Linked DNA regions of Athene noctua: region 1 is linked to region 2. A link is a contact called in public Hi-C data. All regions are on one chromosome and are shown on one strand. Each heading gives the region's core, a stretch centred on a gene start, on an enhancer-like site or on the middle of the called end of the contact. The rest is flanking DNA. Distances are from core to core; before and after follow the strand shown. Region 1 holds the start of RBM44 (RNA binding motif protein 44). Region 2 holds the start of RAB17 (RAB17, member RAS oncogene family).

Region 1 (6,739 bases), core at 2,763-5,262, 140 kb before region 2:
ATGAGTGGTGCTCTCACTCTTCTGCAGCACGCCAGAAATTTATGACACATAACATGTTTTCTCATCATAACATGATTCTATATATATTAAATATAAAATGTTATGGAACAAGAAGTTTAAAGGCTCTTAAGCTGCCATATAAAGGAGCCTTCATAATAATTATTTACCTTTTTATTAACTTGAAGTGAGAAATTTACTGAATCTTCAGCAGATGATTTCAGACCAGGGCACTTTTTTTCTGAAGGTACTTGTGCAGAGCAAGAAATTTTTGAAGAAGTTATGGGAAGGCGGTGCATTTGCTCAGAAGCAGAGGTGGCATCAGGTGCTTTCACAGAATTGGAGGCTGAAGAGAGTGTTTTATCTTGATCATTTCTCTGACTGTTATCAACAGGTTGGATTTCATGCCAAAGCTTATTTGTAAGTATTTGGGAAACCAAAGATTTGTTGTCTGATGAATGATTTACAAGTTCAACACTTACTGGTTTTCCTTTTATTTTTTTCTGGTTCATTTCCTCTACAGCTAACTTTGCTTTATTAGTGTCTTTAAAGCAAAGAAATGCATATCTAGGACATAAAATTTAAAAAAGAAAAAAAACAGAAACTAAATAAAACACATATTAAATTACTATCACTAAGAACATATGATGATTATCTCTTGAATATTAACTGTATCTCATTTAAACTCAACAGAAACTTTCAAACTCCTTAACTTCTCTTAAGACTAGAAGCTGTCTAGAATGACAGATTTTTGTCAAGCTATTACTGTATCTATAGTAATCACTGAAATGAAATTAAAACAATTTAATGAACAACTCCCTCCTCTCTCCCATGATTTGCTTACTTTGACAGCAAAAAAATCTGAAACGAGTAAAACTTATATTAATATACCTGTAATTACCAGAATCCACACAGGTAACAATGTCAGAAATCTGATACTTCTGGAAATGTGATCTTAAATTATCCTACAAAATAGAAGCATATTTGGGTTGTAAATGTATAGTGGGAAAGAATTCTGAGAGGCAAGACGGTACTACTGTAAATAAGAACATGCATACCTCTGACACTGAGGAACGTAGGCCGCCAACACGGATAAAAGAACACTCATTTCCACTCTCCATTTTCTTCACTTCTGATAATAAATGTAAGAAAACAAGGTGTTACTAACTGTTCTTGCTTCAGTTCAAGCTAACATCTTCTCTGTAGATTTTGGAAAACGTAGATAGAAAAACCTTTCAAAACCATAAAAGAATGAAAAGTATCTTCAAATAGAAAATGAGCATCCTGAGAAGTAGAACAGTTCAATTTGTGAAATCTCTTTTCCCTGTGTATTTCCTGAGGTTTGAAGAGGCAGAAGAGGTACAACCAGAGAGAACACAGGTCTGAACCAACAGGTAACAGTGCTAAAACAGGAGTATGTACTATGAGGCCCAACCACAGAGCACACAAGCTCTCTGCTTTCAATGTACTGGGACTTCTAACTGTGCCCGTCACTGTGGCCCAAGCCTCCAAACACAGACCATTCCCAGCTAACTCATAAGAAGCCAGTATGGGGATGGAAGCAGAAAGAGGAAGAGAAAAAAAAGGGAAGATTTCCAGCTACATGATTGGCTGGACATTTACTAAATCGCGTTTAACCACTGTAGGTAAAGTTTTCAAGGAAAAACATGGATGAAGAGACCTGAGTATCTGTAAAAGGATTCACTGCAAGTCAATGAAAAAAAAAAAATTCTGAAAACCAAAATAACATTTTTCCAAGTTTACTTGTGCTTGTAGAAGGAACAGAATACTCAAATAATAAACAAACACCATTATTAGGTATGGTAGCTTAAAGCACACAACCTCACCTCTTAAATCAACCATGTCCTGTTTTTCTTGTTGCTTTTTCATTTCTTCAGCTGTTACTGAAAAATCTGTTACTGTCAAGTCCTCTTTAGCATCAAACCAATACTCATTCCATTCTTCATTTTTCACACAGCCTTGACAGTTGAAATAAATTTCAGTGTGTTAAAATGCAGACCGTGGTATGTCATATGAATGAATACCAAATTTTTGTGCTTAAGAGGATTCCAGCTGCCTACATGACTTGGTATTACATTACAAAGAGGTGACACATACTAGTTGTCACATCTCGTTCAAGCAGCAAAATTTTTCTTCAAGATGAAAAATGTAATATAGAGCTGAAATCATGCTAATCATTCCAACACAGAAAGGACAGTTGAGTATGCATATGTATGTTTTACACAGAGTTTGTTTTTTTCCCAACACCTTAACTAACAAATAATGCAGAATTTGTACTAGAAGCAGATCGCTTACCACTTTCCACGTGCTGATCTTTATGCTGTACTTCAAGTGCCTTGAAGGAAGTAGAGTCACTTGGCTGACCTCCATCAGATAAACATACAGTCTGTGGCTTGTCCTACAAACATGCTTCAGTTATGTCATAGCACTGGCACCCGATTACACGTTATTTGTCTGAGCTTCAGAATATTAAATGATTAAACGGGTAAATTTTAAAAAGTTAACCTACTGATTGTTTTCAAGAACCTCCAAGTTATTTTATTTTGAAAGGACAATCAAAATTTTGGTCACATCAGCTGCATTTGAAATTACTGGCAGAGAATCCCAGTTTGAGTTCAAGACTGTGATTGTATTTGCATATACCTAAGAGAAGACTATGCTTCACAACATAATGTCTAGGAAACTCAGTAATGAAGAAGTTCCTACCGTGTTGACAGAAATTTTCCTTTCTTGCAGTTTTGGTGCTTCAAAGTCAGCTTTTCTTGTGCCTGAAACAGAACTAAAAACAGACCCAAGAATTTAATACAAAATATAGCATTGTAGAATTTTAAATTCTACGATGATACCAAGTACTCTGAAATGTTAATTTAAATATTTCCAAAAGCTCACAGTAAAATAAGGAAGATGTGCTTAAGAAATCTTAGCTTAAAATGAGAACCAAAGTTTTTTGATACTTTTATTTTGCACTGGTTTTGATACTTTCATTTTGCACTGGTTTTGATACTTTTATTTTGCACTGGTTGCAACCTGATACATAAAGCTATGTTCTAGGTTTATGTTAGGCTGCTTTTTCTTTCATAGGAAAAACCTAGATGGCTTTCTGTGTGATGTTTCAATATACGTCTTTAAGATTTGAAATCTCTGTGTAATTTTTGATCTGTTTTACTAATATGTAAGAAGAAATTTGAAAAAGATCTCTAGTTTACCTGATGCAGTAAAAACTTATTGCCAAATTTGGTTTTATCTCCACTTACATAACGTAACTGCACATGGTTCTTGAACATGCAGTACCATATGTCTGCCTGAAATAGGAAGTTATTTTTCTATCATTCTTCATAACTGAAAGATAATTTTAGCAGAACAGCTACTTATATGCCCAATGTTGTCTTTGTTGGCCACAAAATCTTTTTGTTTTGGTGGGTTTTTGTTTTTCTAAGAGAGATAACATTAAGATTAGGAGACAACAATTTTAGTAGTGAAAGTGGGGAACCAAGAAAACTACTTGTAAATTGAAAACTTTTGCTATAAAGATAGTAAAAATACAACTCATCTATTAGAACGCTACAAAGTAAAAAATTCCCTTAAAATAAAACCACTGTACCCAAAGTTCTATGCTAGTCTTTCAGCTGAACAGTTTCAGCAGCAAGATACATCCTGAAATAAATTCTAAGTTTAACAGCTTTTAAACTTACTTCTCAGTTATTTTGAACTTTTAATAAATACCACAAATAAGGACTACTTACTTATAGCAAAGATCCTCTCTGAACAACTGTCAAGAAAGAAAAGAGTTGTCTTAATTTTCTGAAGAAAACAATTTGTATTAGAAACAAAAAGCAATTAAGAAATTACCTTGCAGGGAACATAAGAAGACGAGACTTGGAACACCTTCATCTCAACTGATAGCGGTGGAAGTGCATTTAAAGGTACACCCATTTTTATTTTCATTCTCATACTGTTGTAACTCTTTTTTAGCTCTTCCAAAACCAACATGAGAGATGAGCCTAATTCATTATTTCCATTACTTCTGTTAAAATATGTATAAGACAATAAGATCAACTTCGACAGACATTTGATTTACTTTACTGCTTTCAGAACTGCCCAAACATTTTACAGTGTTTAGATCCATCCACATCATGCAAGAACCGGAGCTCACTCCTTAACACACACAGTGTACTGCTCTGGAGCGATACTCTCTTTCAGAGCATTACAACCTCCTCTCTTGAACCCTCTCCTGTGTGGAAGCCAGCCAAGAAGTCCTGCCTCTGAACCCTTTCCAGTGCCCGGGATAGCTCAGAGGATGCTCTTACCTACACTATTCTACTGCTTAGGAGTTTGTTATAGGGCATATGCTTTAACAGCTAGAGACTCTTTAATCACTACCCCTTCCCCTCCCCCCCTTCCTGCCTCACCTCTTGACAATACTGCACCTCCTCTCTTCTTTACCACCTCCTCCCCAGCTCCCCCTCTACACGACTCATCCACTCCTAAAGGGATTCTCTGTACTATTCCTCCTGTACAGAAAGACATTCCTAGAAACAAACTATATTTTGCTGGGTCTGTGAATGCTACTGAAAACTTTAGGCTGAAAATAAAGACTTAGAAGAATGTAAACTCTTTCGGACAACAACTGTTAACTATAAACACTATTACAAGCTATGGATAGAATACACCAGTAACATTTAGCAATTAATGCCTTTAACCAAGTTATCCATCTAATTTAAAAGGATATTACAGTACATGCCTGCTGAAACACATGGTCTCCTCCAAAGCCAGTTTGTAAATCTTCAAACAGTGCTGATAGCACATCTGATAATGAGTGTTTAGAATCTGCAATTCTGCTTCAATTGCTCTCTGCAGTATTTTTTGACAGTAGCTTGATGCACAATTCTTCACAGCTTGTTTGTCAAGGTGTACCAGCCTTTAAAATAGTAATAATAAACAAAACCTTGAAGCCCTTGAATCAGTATTCTAAGTTCATTATGTTTTATTTTGAAACAAGTAATTTTCCAGAAGCTATTTCTGATATGGTTCAAGGAAAAAAAAAAGAAAAATTAAAGCAGTTCTTATTTACTACACAGAAAAAATACTGTCCTATAGTAGCTTTCACATTATAATCAGCCTTCACCGAGAGGTGGGAACTGCACAACCACCATAATCATTTCTATTCAAAAAGTGCAGTCCTAAGAAGAAAAAGAAACTTAGCAACTCTGTTGATCCACAGATGCAATTATTTTTTTTCCACAGTCACAGAATAATTTAGGTTGGAAAGGATCTCTGGAAGTCTGCAGTACAAACCTCTCTTCAAAGCAGGGCTAACTCCAAGCTTAGCTCGGAGCCTTAGGCAGTCTGGCTTTGTTGTTGGGTTTGGGTTTTTCTGTTCATTTTAAATCTCCAAGAAAGGAGACAGTACCAATACTACTCTCACTGTAGGAAACTTTTTCTTACACCCACTTAGAATTCCTCCCACTCTAACTGCTGGCTCCTGCCCTTTCAGAACACACCTCCCCAAAGAATTTGGCTCAGTCTTCTCTGCAACTCCTCACCAGATTGCCAAGAACAGCGGGAGGCTTCCCACCTCCCCAGCCTTCCCTTCTCCTGGCTGACCAAACCCAGTTCCCTCAGCTTCCCCACAAGTGCTCCACCAGCTCCCCTCACCATCTCTGTGGCCCTCCAGTGGGTGTTCCCCAGTCTGCCAATCTCTTCTTTCACTGCAAGGCCCACGGCTGGAGACAACCTTTCCAGATGCAACCTCATGAGCACCAAACTGAGAAGAATAAACACTTCTCCCCATCCACTGGCTGCACTCTAGCTAACGCAGCCCCAGGATGCGGTTTCCCTTCTTTGCCATGTGGGAGCACTGCTGACTTACACTCGGCTTGTTCTTGGCCAGTCTGCAACCAGCCAACTATCAGTCAACACCCCCAGATCCTTCAGGTATTCAGTTCATTTTTCTCACTGGTCCAGGTCCCTTCTGACCTTCTGGTGTAGGAACTGCTGCGCAGCGGTCTTTGAACACTATCAGTTTTGTCAAGTCACAGACCACCTTTCAATCATGAAGAAAATCTTATCCAACATCTAGAATCCCAAACAACAACAATTCTCCACCCACCTGTCAATGCTTGTCTTTAAACTGCTACTGCACAGCTCATTTTTCGATTCCTGCTGTTCCTAAACAAAAAACATTTTTAAAAATTACAGATTAACATTTGTATAGACAAGATCTGAGCAAGTTTTAAAAAGTTCCACCTATCAAAATAATTTGGTTGTGGTTTTTTTTAAATTACCTGAATTGGTGAACTTCTTCCAGCACTTGCAGTATTGCCACTTGAGTGGTCTTTCAGAGTGTCAGTAAGCTGTGACCAAATTTCCTCTGCACTACCAGCCCCACATGACCAGTCTGTATTGCAAGCAACATCTGCACAGGTTTCACGGTGCCATTCCGCGGGTCGAGATTTGTTCATCATTGTTATCTCTGTATTAATAGCTCTGGATGACAGACAAACCTGAGCACTGGTACTTCTACTTGTTGTAAAGCAAGCTCTAAAATCAGCACTCGCATCAACAGCCTGGTTAATTGTAGAGTCACCGGTAACTTTTTTCAGGTTTTCACAGTGTTCCAACGCCGAGTTCTGACAGCTGATATTTCCACAGGAGGATTTATCTGCAACTTCTACCTCAGAAAAGAGATTCTTGCTAGTGAGAATTTCAGAGACTAGAAATT
Region 2 (6,733 bases), core at 1,888-4,387:
CTTGCTGCAGCAATCCCAGCCTAAGGTATCCATGCCCCTAGCCCTGCCCAAACCCTGAAACACCTTTCTACCCCCTCTGCTGTGCCAGTGTGACTGTTCACAGGGTCACACTGAGACTCCTACTGAGGAACTGATCTACCCAAAGCCCTGGAAAAAAATGAGGCTTTAAGTCAGCTCAGTTCACAGCACAGCCTTGTGAAACCAGCTACAGGAGAGGGATGGGAGCACATAAACTGCTTCTGTGCTGAAAAAATGATACCAGCCTCAGACATTTTGGGTTTTCACAGGGTCGTTATAGCAATATCTTCAAAGGATCCCCAAAACCTGTTCTAGCTTCTGCAGAGCTGCGAGGAAGGGACCTGGGAAGCTAACACTTTCCTTGCCTTTGGCAAAAAAGCTGCAGGGTAAGATCTGCTCTCAGGCTGGAGGCATACATGGGTATAGTCAAGACAGTTTTGCTATGACGGTGCAAATCTGTACATGGACACATTCCCAAACAAAGAGAAATGTTCTCATTTGGCTGGCAGACCAAAACCTCACATGGTGATTCAACTTGGTGGGGGCACTGCTCCCATATGACATATGTGCAACTCTCGGGTGTCCGTACATGGCATTTCATCATAGACACGGGAAGTAACCGAGCCACAGCAGTCAGGCCTTGGAAGTCACAAGACATGCTCTTCATTTCAAAACTAGGATGACATTTATTTAAGCTTGATTGTAGGGCTCATGCTTTTCACCCTGCTCCCTATAACTACTAGGGCTAGATTGTGTAAAGTCTGTTTCACTTCTGGAAAAATATAGGAGCTGTTAGTTGAAGAAAAGACACTGATTATGACAAGATGAGCCACATAAATACAAAAACTATCTTCATTTATATTTTTAATTATCAAATCTTGCTGTTCTTACTCCAGACCTGTTATCCCAATGTATTATCGTGCTGCGGTCTCTAAAGATGTTAGAGCTTTAACAAGAGCAGCCTTCTCCAAAGCACCAAGCCCCAACTGCCTGTAGTAACTAGCTATTACCTTGATTAAAAGGCAGTAAAAGCCTTTTAGCAAGTAAAATAGAAGGGGGAGTGTCATCTCCCACCAGCTAGTCAACAAGCCATACTCCTGAAAACAAATTGCTTTGGCAGTCCCCGGCCTAAGTTATCTGAGTCCTTACTTTGGCACTTGACCAAAGCTAGGTCTGATGTGCGTCAGCAGAAATTGCCGTATTATAAAAGGTGGAGAAGGCCAGATCCCTGGCACAACATGGCTCTGGCCAGCCCCACACTCAGACTTCCCTGGTCCTCAAACCACTATGGTGGGGTGTGGGCTGCTTTTACTCCCCATGCCCTTGGTAGCTGGGCTGGCCTTGGACCCTGAAGCGTGGGGAAAAAGCCACCAACCCGTTCATCTATCTGTCCATCCACCCACCACCAAGCCCCAGCATGGGAAGCGGGGAAGGAGAGAGGGATTGCTGAAGGGGGACATGGTCACTAGCCCCACTAACAGTGACGACAGCCGTGGTCCCGCCTTGCCCGGCTTGTCAGTAGGTCTAAGGTTCACTGATCTCTGGTTGCCTCTCACCTTTGACACTGCTCCCCAGGAACCACCAGCTGGTTTCACTTTTATCTGTCTCCAGCATGGAGAGGCTCAGGCAACTGGACGGGGCCCTCACCCCTGACGCCACGGACTGGAGCACTGGGAGGAGAGCAAGGCTTCAGGAAGGTAAAGGCATCCTCTGCCAGGGGATTCCCTGCAGGGCAATCCCCAGCCATGAGCCACTATCCTTTCCCAGGTGTCTTTCCCAGATAAGTTCCCGGGACTCTTATCTCCCACTGGGAAGCAGCCCCGCATGCCAGCCACAAAGGGGCATCCACCGGGAAGGGTGGCACCATTTTCAGTGGCTCCCTGCCCAAGAGAAGGGATTTTAGAAGACCTAGGAAGCCTTCTGCCCTACCTCTATCCTCTCGGGAAGCCAAAGAGCTGCTGCGAAGGTCTTAGCATAACGCTTGATCTTACCCAGAGCCCAGGGCGGTCTCTGTTTATTGCTGTCTTATTTCCCCAAACCACTCTGGCTGCACAGTTAATGACCCTTATTTTGTTCCCCTTAGCTTTGAGAAAGGCTGATTACATTGAGAAATCAGCACTATGTAAATCTAACATTGTTTACTCATTAAGTCTTTACAGTTGGGATTTTTGTATCACCTGGTATCCTTGGCTTAAGTGAACTTTCCAAGCAGCCACACTCCTACCCCAGCACTGTGAGAGCTTTAGCACGTAGAAAGAGGCACCCAAAAGCAAAGGAGTGCTTTGAGATGAATACTAGAAGGTAACTGAGGAGGTAGGTGCACAACCACTATCCAGGGAAAAAAAAAAAATCTACACTTTTCAGAACCAAAAAGCATTGTGTCCCAAAATTTTAGGGCTAGATACTGCAGACTTATATGGATAGCACTGGGGTCCAGGTTTTTTTCAAGGAGCTCATTAATTGGTTCTTGTTCACTGCTGCACTCCTGCAGAAACCCCTCAAATGTCTTTAATGTTTTAGGATCATCTGAGAGCTTGTGGTTTAGAAAAGTTTAGACATCAGTTAGACATCATTAGACTTAAACGTCATTAATTCCCCAGGAAGTTCAGAGAGTCTTATAATACGTCTCAGTAGCTCCATCCTCAAAAGAATGCACGCCTTTTCTTTTTTTACTGTTTTCCTGTGGAAATAGAAGGCCTGACAATAATATACCAGGATCCCCCCTCCCCAGGTGACAAACACTACAGAGATACTAATTTATTGAGTGGCAAAAGCCAAGCCCTTGCTGTTGCATTCCTGTACAAATATCTTCTCATGTTTCTGTTTTTTATTACTAGCATTTATGTAAAATATGAGTTTGAGAGGATGCTCCTTAGATAAAGTCTACTTTCCTGCTAATTATAAACAACTGAGTCACCCTCATAAACAGATTTGTCAAGTTCCTTCTTGGAAACAGTGAGGGCAGGCAGTTCAAGTGCAGTATCACTGATCTGGCACTGCTGCAGTACCCGGCAAACAGATTACCTTTAAGTTGATTTACATTAAACCAGTGGGCTCCACAGGGGAAGCTGGTTAAGGCTGGACGGAGCTGCCTCCACATAATTACCCATTGCCCATGGGAAGGAGAGAGGAGACATCGAGACGAAGGAACGGGGGTGTCTGGCTGAGAACACAATTTCCTGGGTGCAGCGATGCTTTATTCCTTCATTAGGAAGTGAGAAATGGTTCTGCGTCACGGCCATTTTGGTACTCATCTTCTAGGTAAGTGTAAGATCAGGAAAGCCTGCCCTGAGTATCTGCTGCTAGACACAGCTGGCACAAAATATTAAGTTGTATCTGGAGACTAAATCCACCAACAGGATTTTTACAGATGATTGAAGAGAAATGCTTGTCTAGACTTATCTCCAGCTCTTTATATTGAAGGTTCAACTTTCCCTGCCCCTCAGCAGGGGCGTGCCCTCTAGGCATGAGGACAGGACTTGTAACGCCTCAGCTGTTCCCCAGGCTGCTCTCTAAGTTGCTGAGTTATTCTTTACCAGGATCAAACTAAAAAGACCTGAAATCCATCCGGCATCTAAGCAGTCCAAGTTCAGGTTACACTTCAGCCTTTCAAAGCCTGCATGGGAAAATTTGCTAAAGCCATTTTGCATGGAAGCATTGCTGACTTCTTCAGAGTTTTGAGTTTGCAGTGAGTTAACGCAAACTTATTCATGTTATGCCAACAGAAGCTTTCTGGTATGCTGATGCACTCTGCTGTGGCTTAACTCACAGGAATCAGTGGGAAAGTTGCTCTAACTGTTTCTCCTGGATATGGTCAGTCAGGCAGTCTCAGTCTGGGGAAGTCAGGGAGGTTTTCAGATGAAGAACGAGCTTCCTCTGCTTCATCAGCAGAACAGGGTGAAAGAGCAAGGATGCTCTTTGTTGTGAGGCAGCAGCACCGTTATCGCCATCTGGAGCAGGGATTGGTGACCCTGCCAGAGCAGCATCCTGGGTCTGTGGAGCTGACTCTAACCCTAACAGGGTCTTGCCTAGAGGCTCTTCTCCAGGGCGGGGAGCAGCTATAGAAGGGTGACTACCAGTCACATGAGATGTCTGGAGGGGTTTTCCTATAGTCCCTTAGCCAGCAAGCACAGAGTTTTACTCTGTAAGCTCCTTTCTTCCAACAAAACCAAAAAAGAACAGAATTTCCCCTGAATCCTATTTTCCATTGAATCAGAATAAAGTGACTTGTTTTGCTTACTTGCCATTCTCCTCAGGTTGAAAGGGAGACTCACATTCTGCCTCTTAATGTGGAAAAGCAATTTTTTCAGATGAGCTTTGGCACAACTCCCCATCTCTAATAGGTGTTTGTTAGTATGAAAAGTCTGCAAGGAAATTTCTGCCATTGCAGTAATTCTCAGGTGAGCTTTGTTTCAGCATCAATATAGCCTTCTAGGGTTAAATAGAGAGCAGCAGAGTGAAATAATGTGAAATTGAGTCTAATGCAGACAATCTTGGATGCTTTTCATGCAGGTTCTTGCTTCCCTGTGGAGTTCTATGGCATATCACCTATGGTAGCTAACGTAACTGCTCAGAAAGGATAGCAGTCTTATTTCCAGGCCTACAAAGAGGCATGTGATTAATACCAGAAGGAACACAGCCTTATGCTGTGCTGCAGGGTTTACTTTTTTCCTGCTTAAAAAACAAAACAAAACCCATCAGTAACTAGCCGTTCTGCACAAATCGCAATCCTGCTCTTCATCACCGGGCTGTATGAGCTGGTAGAGAAGATTTTACCCCTGTTTTTCAAGGGGACAAAAGCCATCTTAGGGAACAGAAGAACCACAGATACAGGCTTGGGTTCAACCAGCACTGTGGAATGCTTTTAATGACAGCCTGCTTTGATAACAGGCTCAGGGAAGGGAGAAGAATTAAAGGTCTGGAGCCTGACAGATTGCAGGGGGAAGGCAGGCAAAATAAAAGAGATGTGGGATGAGCAGCATGTGGGAACAAGAGGCTTTTGTCAGACGAGGGAGCCACAGAGACTTTCCCAGGCCAGGAGCTGCATTGCTAGTGTTGCTGTTAGATGTAGTACCTTTATAAAGGTACTACTTCTTGCTCACCTGCAAATTCTGCACGCCAGACTCCTGTGAGCCCCGGGTAGAAGTTGCAGTAATGGCACCAAATCTTCATTATAAGTCTTGCAGGTCCCTGCTCTCTGGATGACCAGGGCTTTCTTTGAAAGCACGCAGAGGAAAGCACCCCACGCCAGCAGCGTTTAATCTGGCATGGGAGGCTCTTCATCTGTCATGTAATATGACAAGAGGGTCAGGACATACAGGCAGGGACCAGCACCAGTACACTAACATTTCAGTGTCCTTCACAAGGCTCCTTTGCAGTCTTTGGGCATTGGAAGATTAGATCTATATAAGGAGGCACAACCTATCTCTGCACAAAGCAGTTACAGGCTTGCTGGTGGCATATTTCCCCTTTGCTGCTGCATGTGATGTGGGATTAGTGCATGTGAGGTCATCTCATGCCCTCTTCTGCTCAGTTCAACACCCCATGACCCTTCATCTTCAAGCTCTGCTTGAACCTCCCGCTCTTCTGCAGAGCTCTCCACTTGAGTTTAGTGTTTTTAGGGGAGGAGCTCTGCAAGGAGGAGCCAAGGCAAAGCTTTGACTAGCTGCAAGACAGTGTTATTCGCCACCCAGCACTGACAGCTCCCTCCGACAGTGAGGCAGTATCACTTCCTTGAACTCAAGGCTGGGAGAAAGGGAAACGTGCCACCCAGGAGTGTTCACACCGCCTGCCATCTTCCAGGCATATGGCCAACGCTCTGCAGCGACTCTCTTCAAGTCAGGTTTGAGGCCACTGCCATTACTTTGGGACATGCTACCACACTGTCCTGGGTCACCGTGCAGTGTAGCTCCACCCCAAGTAATGTGAAGTCACACTCCATGGTGCAATGGTCATGAGGGCATGAGATTTCATGGGCTTGATCTGCCCAGGGTTTCTTAATCCATGGTGGAGGAGCATGTGCTGTCTGCTTTCTGTGCTGCTGTCCCCAAGGGTGCTTGAGTCAGGTCCTCTCACTCCTGCTTCTTCACCCTGGTGAGCAACAGGCTGACTTGAAGTGTTGCCCATCAGCTCTTGGAATGCCCAGCCATCCCCCTGTCAGTGTCCTTAGCAAGCTGGTAGCAGCATCACCTCCATGCCTGAGTTCACCTCTCCTGGTATAACTTCTAGCAAGACCCTCATTAAGCATGGAACATCAGCCTAAGCTCTTCACCAGGACTTTGGGGAAGGAGGTGTGCTCAAGAGCAAGGCACTCCCATTGCCATTAACTTTCTCTAACGTGGCCTCTCTTTAAAAGGTATGTGCCCAATCCAATCTCCTTGTCTACATCCAAGAAGGCCTCTTTCATCAAATTTCTACCTAAAGATCTCCACCCTCTGGTCATAACTGACAGCAGCAGATGGTTTGATGTATTAAATTTGATTCAGGATATTAATGGTTTTGTTCTAGCCTGTTTTGAAGTTAAACCCCACCTGCCTCACTGGCACCAGTCGGGAGTTGATTCAGGAGGCTCAGCTGATGGAACTGGGATCACTGCAGATGTGTTTTGAACGGAGTTGGTTTCCTTGCAGGGCATGGCACAGAAAGCAATGCCGGGCACCTCCCTGGAGGGGATTCGTCCCACCTGCATCTACAAGATGGTTCTGTTGGGGAGCAC

The links. Hi-C and Micro-C count contacts between places; a contact is called where the count stands out from the background.
Region 1: a contact with region 2 is called in a Hi-C map of heart, with 6 times the contacts expected there. The contact joins the promoter of RBM44 here to the promoter of RAB17 in region 2. A contact is called at or near these places in 2 of 2 Hi-C or Micro-C datasets (heart and liver).

Annotation. Positions count from the first base shown.
Region 1 is chr7:29,850,518-29,857,256 of bAthNoc1.hap1.1, reverse strand. RBM44 (RNA binding motif protein 44) reads right to left here and starts at 4,012. Exons shown (of 8, transcript XM_074910990.1): 1 at 3,868-4,012; 2 at 3,762-3,787; 3 at 2,725-2,797; 4 at 2,314-2,416; 5 at 1,056-1,129; 6 at 889-962; 7 at 480-564. The coding sequence starts at 4,008.
Region 2 is chr7:29,711,340-29,718,072 of bAthNoc1.hap1.1, reverse strand. RAB17 (RAB17, member RAS oncogene family) reads left to right here and starts at 3,137. Exons shown (of 6, transcript XM_074910693.1): 1 at 3,137-3,279; 2 at 6,648-6,733. The coding sequence starts at 6,651.